2 separate regions of the Mus musculus genome follow, and region 2 is linked to region 1. Evidence: chromatin contacts called from public ChIA-PET data. All regions are on one chromosome and are shown on one strand. The core of a region is the stretch at or near the end of the contact, and the rest is flanking DNA. Distances in the headings are between cores, read along the strand shown.

The links. ChIA-PET counts read pairs in DNA pulled down with a chosen protein or histone mark.
Region 2: a contact with region 1 is called in an RNA polymerase II ChIA-PET map of memory CD8 T cells, with 32 read pairs. The contact joins the enhancer-like site here to the promoter of Wdr4 in region 1. A contact is called at or near these places in 5 of 39 promoter capture datasets (cranial neural crest, embryonic stem cells, liver and 2 more), 1 of 484 Hi-C or Micro-C datasets (cortical neurons), 9 of 115 datasets of contacts at active chromatin or transcription factors (bone marrow-derived macrophages, double positive thymocytes, embryonic forebrain and 5 more) and 2 of 9 other capture datasets (embryonic stem cells and liver).

What each region holds. Positions count from the first base shown.
Region 1 is chr17:31,509,896-31,513,752 of GRCm38.p6, forward strand. It overlaps Wdr4 (WD repeat domain 4), which reads right to left and starts at 2,592. Exons shown (of 11, transcript NM_021322.2): 1 at 2,272-2,592; 2 at 683-751; 3 at 1-17. The coding sequence starts at 2,489.
Region 2 is chr17:32,051,768-32,055,451 of GRCm38.p6, forward strand. Rrp1b (ribosomal RNA processing 1 homolog B (S. cerevisiae)) reads left to right here. Exons shown (of 16, transcript NM_028244.2): 8 at 1-82; 9 at 972-1,060; 10 at 2,090-2,187; 11 at 3,338-3,357. Among named protein-coding and RNA genes, the nearest start is that of Rrp1b, 17 kb to the left of the region's middle. Within about 2 kb of position 2,109, at least 55 of the 459 cell types and tissues checked have an H3K27ac peak or open chromatin away from gene starts, as enhancers often do. A contact at or near this core is called in double positive thymocytes and memory CD8 T cells, where this site is marked.

The DNA of each region.
Region 1 (3,857 bases), core at 1,342-3,841:
CGGGCTGTCCGTCCTCCCTGAAAGGGCAGGGAGAGAAAAGGAAACAATTAGGCCTCGCCTGAGTTGCCGGGCTTGTCCATCCTAACACAGGTGAAGTGGAAGATGTTGGTCAGTCAGTTCATGCAGCCAGAGTGTGATGGCAGACTCAGGGGACCCAGGGATGTTCAGAGAACAGCTCTAATTTCCCAAGCATGAAACCTAACTCAACAGGCTAACATCCAGCAGAGGCTGGAAGGACTCGCAGACATCACATGGTCTAGCCCTCACAGACATGGACTAACCCAAGGCTAGAGGCAGGGACCGATAAAATTAGTAACAAACGGAGTCCCAAGACCAAGCCACCACACAAAACAGTCACAGGCTGCTCTGTACCTTTCAATTAGTTAATTCCCCACACCTGCCCTCAATACACTTCATTTGAAATGGTCACTGTTACTTTAAAGGGCCAGCAACAAAAATGAATACTAAAGAAATTAAAATTAAAACAAGACAAAAAAAATCTAAAAGTATTTGAGAAGGTCCTACATATTCTGAATGCCTCCATTTAAAGTTCCTTCCATGTTCCTCTCTGAAATGGAACCAAGCCTAGCCTCACAGCTAGGTAACCAGACCTAGAACTTCAGCGAGTGTGCTATTCCCCGGGCTCACTGCTCAAACCACAAGTGCTTCCCTGCCATCTCACCCTTTATCTTCTGGCGTGGCCTTCTTCTCTGCAGTACTGCAGTCGTATGTGAAGACACAGTCATCATCACTAAAGGGAAGAGACAGGAGTGAACATCTTTCTCTTGGAACAAAAACATTCCATCGTCATTACATTATGGGTCTTAGCCATGACAGAGAAGAGCCAAGAACTGCCATTGCTTAACCTCCTAGTAGTATACATCAATCAGTGTGCCATGGTACTCTTAATCAATATAGTATTCTTCCAGCCGCCAACCTGTTGATTCTAAGGAAATTATATTCTGATACTGTTTTTTTTTTGTTATGGTGGTAGTTTCTCTGTATAGCACAGGCTGTCCTGGAACTTGCTCTGTAGACCAGACTAGCCTTGAACTTGGATATCCACCTGCCTCTGCCTGAGTGCCAGGATCAAAGGTGTCCAGTACCGCTGCCCCTACCACCTCCACCTCCATCCCCCATTACCCCACCAGTTCTGATTTTTTAATTAATTTATTATATATGTGTGCATGTGCGTGTGTGTGTTCTGCCTGCATGTATGCTTGCATACCAGAAGAGGGCACCAGATCTCATTATCCATGGTTATAAATCGCCATGTAGCTGCTGGGAATTGAACTCGGGACCTCTGGAAGAACAGCCAGTTCTTCAAGCCCTCTGGTATTATTTTTCAACTCGGCTTTCCTCCCAAATTTATAACTGCTGAGGCTGTCTTTACAGAATTCAGAAACAAGTCTCACCTGCCCCCGTGAGCTCCAGGCTCTTACTCATGTGGGAATCAAACACTTTCCAAATCAGAACTTAAGCTCCCTTCTTTTGCTCTGACCCTGTACCCTGACAACCTATAAAGTGGCAGGCACCAAAGACTTCTCCAGTTAAACACTCAACTGCAGAAAGAAGAGTCATTTTCCAAGTCTGAAACTTTGTTGGCCAATGGCATTCCCCAAAAGGCACAAATTGAGGAACGTTCCTAATCTTCACATGTACCAAAACTAAACGGGAAGGGGAAAAAAAGAAGCCGATACGGACTGCCACTGATCCTCTAGGCTCGTGGTAATCAACTACTTGCTCAAAGAATCCTTTGACCGAGCACAACGTATACATAAAGACAGAAATAACATAAAGCAAAACTTTATGTCGTGTGAAGGGTCTTTAGGGAGATGCTCACTTCAGGTTCTGCGTGCGTCCTGCCTTTGGGAGGAGTCGGGTTAAGAACCCAAAATCCCTTAAGAGCAACTAGAGCCCGGTTGCAAGACGCAGACCAAAGATAGAGCATGTTTTGTGCTCAGTGAGAAAACCTTTAGGGTTCCCTAATATATGACCCTCATCAGGGAGGTGCCAAGCGGGCCAAAATTGAACACCAGGACCCCCTAGAAGCCTGGGCAATGCGACACCCACGTGACTTAGCCCTCCCAGCGCAGCGCAGGCGCCTCAGAGTCCGGAAGTACCCCTACTCTGAACAGAGAGAGCGCCCGGGACCCGCCGGGCAGGTTACGGGGCGTTGCGCCGTGGTGAAGAGGCGCCGAGGACAGGGAATCCGGGAGGACACAGAACACTGCCGCGCCGGCCCCGCTGCCCTCAGCCCGGGCCTCTTACCTGCCCGTAGTGGAGAAGGCTAGGAACCGGCTGCCTCCTCGCACCACCAGCGTCTGGGCGCACAGTGCCAGCCCCGCAGAGCTCGCCATGGGCCCGCCCGCCGCCTCCGGACACGTGCGACGCGCTGCGCCCTTCCTGTTGGCGCTTGTCAGTGATGTCACTCGGCGCCGCGCGAACGGCGTGCCGTCCAGGAGCATGCGCGCAGGGCGTAGTCTCATTTGATTTCGGTGCCCGGAGGTGCTGATGCTGTAGATCCCTCCACCTGCCTTTGGTGATTGACTTTTCTGCCTGTCAGGTTAGGTGGCTTCTCTTGGACGGGGTCTGGTACTCATTGTGTGCCGGTTTAAAAAAAATAACAACAAAAAACTGCTGTGTGGCATCAGAATTGGATGGCCAGGCCCAATATGTAGCCATGAATGCGTACGAGTCACTGGAAATGTGCTCATTTAAGACAAACACCTCTTGGACCCCCAGCTGTCAAACGAGTCTAACGGTGTGCCTGCCCAGATCACCAAAAGACTCGTTCCATCCATCCCAGTGACTCACGACGTCCAGAATATTGTGGTCTCTTATAGGTTGGATGTGAACCTCCAAGGCAGCTCCTAAAAAGATGGTTTATTTGCCCCACCCACCCAACACACCCTAGTGAAAGTAAACTCTTTGATCTGATCAGTGTCCTGTTTCAAAGTCACACTTACTATGCTGTGTACAACTGCTATCTTAAGGTTGTGCAGTTCTCTGAGTGAGTCTAACTTATAAAGCAGCAATTGGCTCCATTTTTACCTGAAACTGAGTCAGAACGACTCTTCATTTTACTTGTACAAGCTGGGAGGTGGTAGCACTCGTCTTTAATCCCAGCACTTGGGAGGCAGAAGCAGGCAGATCTCTTGAGTTTGTGGCCAGCCTGGTCTAACAAGTTCCAGGATAGCCAGGGCTAGACAAAGAAACCCTGTCTATAAACAAACAAACAAACAGTAAAAAAAATCTCTCGTGCAAATGAAATCACCACCTACAGATGCAATTAAGTTAAATCATGGGTGAAACAAAATCGTATCAGAGAAGTCAGGTCTTGAGCTTATCCAACGCCATAGCAATGAGAAATGGAACCCCTTCGCAGGACTATAAAGCAATAACCTAATACTAAGGCACCACTGAGCTCCTCTGTCACCATGCCCTCTTATACAGTGCTGACACTGAGGACAGGCAGGCCCATGCCCAGGTATGCAATAGCTCACGCGAGACAAACGCTAATGTGATGATGGCATCAGGCTGTCACACGGCTGAAGCCCACTGGGCAGACTTCTTAGTACTCATAAGCAGGTTACACCTTAACTGGGCCTGAGATCTGCCCTCTTAGGTGCCTCTCCTTTTCCAGAACCCTCTAGATTACTTTGAAGAATGCGCCCTTTGAATGGATTTTCACCCCTTACTTCCTGTCCTTAGGAAATCCAGAACCCAGAAGCCTTTCTTCGTGTTAAACTACCCACAACTACCCCGGTTTGCCTTGCATCAGTTGGTGGTGCTTTAACTACCCCCTCCCCACAAAAAATAAAATAAAATAAAAGATGGGCTCTCATTTAAATATA
Region 2 (3,684 bases), core at 859-3,358, 540 kb after region 1:
GAGCGGAAAACCAAAGAGGATGGCAGTGGCTTCCCTACGAAGGCGTTGGCCTGTAGGAAGGCAGTCAGTGGGAAGAAGGCTGGTGAGAGGCTTCCTCTTATACTCTTTCCTTTCTGTTGGGTCGATTGGCTGCCTGGGTTTTCCTCATTTCTATATACCAGTTTTGTCTGTGTGCACGAACGCGTGTGCTCGCGCACACTTTCATGTGGAGGCCAGATGTCAGCACTGGGAGTCACTGTTCAGCTTTCACCCACCCCTATTTTGAGGTGAGGTTCCTCATTGCCCTGGAAGATGCCTAATTAGGCTGGACTGGCTGGCTGGTGAGTCCCAGGGATACGCCTGTTGCTGCCTTCCCTGTGCTGAGCCCAGAAGCCTGTACTGCCATGCCCAGGAGTTTTTTATGTGAATTCTGAAGGTTGAATCCGGGCCCCTTGTACTTGCCTGATGAAGCCTGCTGGCTCCTCTGTTCTTGGTTTTTAAGTCTTCATCAAGCACTTTGTTGACATCTCACTGCATATAGACCTCCCAAAAAATAAATCAGGGTACATAAAAGACACATGTGGACAGTTGGTCCCAACACCACTCACACTAGGCCAAGTTCTTTCTGTCCCTCCTAGCCCATTCACCTCCTTTGTGAGACGTTTGGCCTGTGCCTGTGAGAACTGCCGTGCAGTCAGGAGCACTTGTTCCCTTGGCTCCCCTCCAGCACACAGCTTCCTTCCTGCAGGCTTGAGTCCTTTTGTGGGGGTAGGGTTGTTCAGTATGGGGTTGGTCCTAGGGGCAAAACCTGGAGCTTCGCATATAAAATAAAGACCAGGATTTTTAGGAGACCAGTTTCAAGTATCTCCCCAGGCAGCAGTCACTGGTGTTCTCCCTGGTAATGGGGATTGAACCCAGAGCCTGGAGGGACTGAGCCACATCCATTCTTGAATGTCAAGACTGTGTCTTTGTCTTTGGATGTGTTTTGGCAGCACTAGACGAATGCCTCAGAGACGGAGTCATTGGCAGCAGAGAAAGAGACATCTGTGCAGCCTTGAAAGATTCAGGGTCACCTCTCCAGGTGGGAGCAGCTTTTGCTTTTAATAGAATGTGGGTTGACCTGGGATGGCTTGGCTAGAGAATTAGAGTCAGAGCTCATTAAGCCATAAGGCTTAAATTGTAAAGTCCTTTATAATCCCTTCTGTAATTAATGTCACCATTCTTAGAATGAGCTTGTTGGAGACACAGTTGAAAGGGTTTTAGGCTGGTGTGGTGTTGTTCACATGGATCCTCAGCACATAGGAGGGTCTCAAGTTCAAGAACAGCCTGGGTTACCTAGTACACTCCTATTTCAAAAAAACAAAAACAAAATGAAGCCAAGCATGGTGGTACACACACTCAATCCCAGCATTCGGGAGGCAGAGGTTGACAGGTCTCTGAGTTCAGACACGCCTGGGCTATGCAGAAAGATCCTATCAAAAATAATCAATGAACAGTTAAGTGGGTTTTGAAAGATCCCGAACCTCATTTTGTAAGCACTGTTGCCTGTTCTTCTGCATGTAACAGCACCAGCCTTTATGGGGGCCTTGGGGGGTGGGGTTGTTTTTAAGCAGATCTTGCTGTATATAGTCTAGGTGGAGTGGGGCTCACAGCGGTCCTTCTGCCCCTCCGAGTACTGGGAATACACCAGTGCACCACCATGCCAGGCTTCTAGTTTTGAGTTTTGGTTGGTTGGTTGGTTGGTTGGTTGGTTGGTTGGTTGGTTGGTTACCGGGTCTTTCCTTTATGTAGCCCTGGCTACTCAATAACTGCCATGTAAACCAGGCTGGCCTTGAACTCACAAAGATCCACCTACCTCTATTCCCCAACTGCTGGGATTAAAGGTCTGTGCCACTCCACACATGCGTACACAATTGTGCTTTGAAAACGTAAAGACAGTTATAGAGATTGAGACCCCAGGATGAGCATACAAGCAGGCTCCTCAGGCAGTTCTTCTCTGTGCATGAGAGCCCAGTTTGGAGAAGACTGCTCCCAACAGCAGCTAGAAGGTGACTCTCAGACAGGCCAGGCTGTCTCACCACTGCTTGGGTTTCCTGTCTCTTTGTGGTAGTTTGACTATAAGGCTGTTGCTGATCGACTCCTGGAAATAGCCAACTCAAAAAGCACCCCGCCTTTCAACAGGAAGCGACTCTGCAGACTAGTCAGAAAGTAAGTAGCAAGTGAGATCCTGTGGCCACACCAGCACTCTCCCACGTTTCTTTCCTTCTCTTAAAGATGTATTTACTGTTAGATGTGTCAGTGTGTGTCTGTGTATGTGTGCTCTTGCAGCGGCCCGAACAAAGTGGTGCTCTGGAACTAGAGTTACAGGCAGTTGTGAGGCATCCAGTGTGGGTACCAGGAACCAAACTCAGGTCCTCTGGAACTTCTGAGCCATCTTTCCAGCCCCCGCTGCCTTTTTCTTTATCTTTTATCACTTTATTCATAACCACATGGCAGTAACTGATCTGAGCTCGATCCTTTAATATTATGAATGCCTTTAGAAAGGAGGTAGGGACTCGACCCAATGAATAAAGAATGAAGGTTAGAGTTTAGATCCTCAGTACGAATGGAAGTGGCTGGCAGGTGTGGAGTCTCATGTCTAATCCCAGCACCCATGAAGTTCCAGGCATCAAGGCAGCTCACTTGGTTGGGAGGCAGAGATGGGACTCCTAGAGCAAGATAACTAGACTAGCCAAATTGATAAATTCTGAGTTCAAATGAGAGACCCAGGGGAGAGTGGCTGAGGAAGATACCTGGTATCAACCTCTGACTCTACATGCACGTGTGCTCACCTGCAAATGTGTGGACACACCAAAAATGGCTCTTAAAGAATTCCCCAGTAGATGGCATCCATAAGTTCTCGTGCTTTATAGCTGGACCTCCAAAGGCATGCCAGGGGCTTCAGTGTGGGTACTAGGGCTGACCTGCCTGCCCCAGCGACCCATCCCAGCCCTATGTACATCCCTCATAGCCTCAGCTTTGGTTATTTGGTCTGATGCATAAAGAGAACCCTAGTGGGCAAACCTCCCCTGAACATAGCAGAGCGTTAAGTTGTCTGCCTTCAGAAACAAGCGAGACAGACATGGGATCTCTTGGTATTGTGTGCCACTGTGTCCTATGCAGAGCTGGTGGAATGGAAAGCACCTTTGTCCTAGGCTTCTTCCTTCCTGACTCACCGCATCCCTAGGTGGGGCTGTCCCCTAGCCTCCCTGTGGAGGAGAGAGTGAGCACTGAGTATCCGGATTCCCGTTTTATGTTCAAAACCTGAGCTGTGAACTCTGAACTTCCATGTGCTTTTTTGTTTTTTGTTTTTTTACAGGTTCCAGGACCTCTGTGAAGGTAAGAAGAGTTGTTCTCACCCAGTACACACCCCACCAAGGGCAGCCCGGCCAAATCCAAGACTTCGGGTCATAGGGAAATTAATCCGTGGGTGGCCACCCTCATTGCGTTCACCTAAGCAAGTACCCTGGGAAATGCCTCCATGCAAGACCCTTTGCACATACTTTCCATCCATCCGGTGCCTGCAGTGTGTGGGTAACACCCATGTGGTATTTATTTGAAATTTTATTGGTGCTTTCTACAGTTAAGGTTTTAATGGGGAAGGAAAGGCAGAGAGGTGACTCCATGGTCAAGAGCACTGGCCGCTCTTCTAGAGGACCAGGTTCA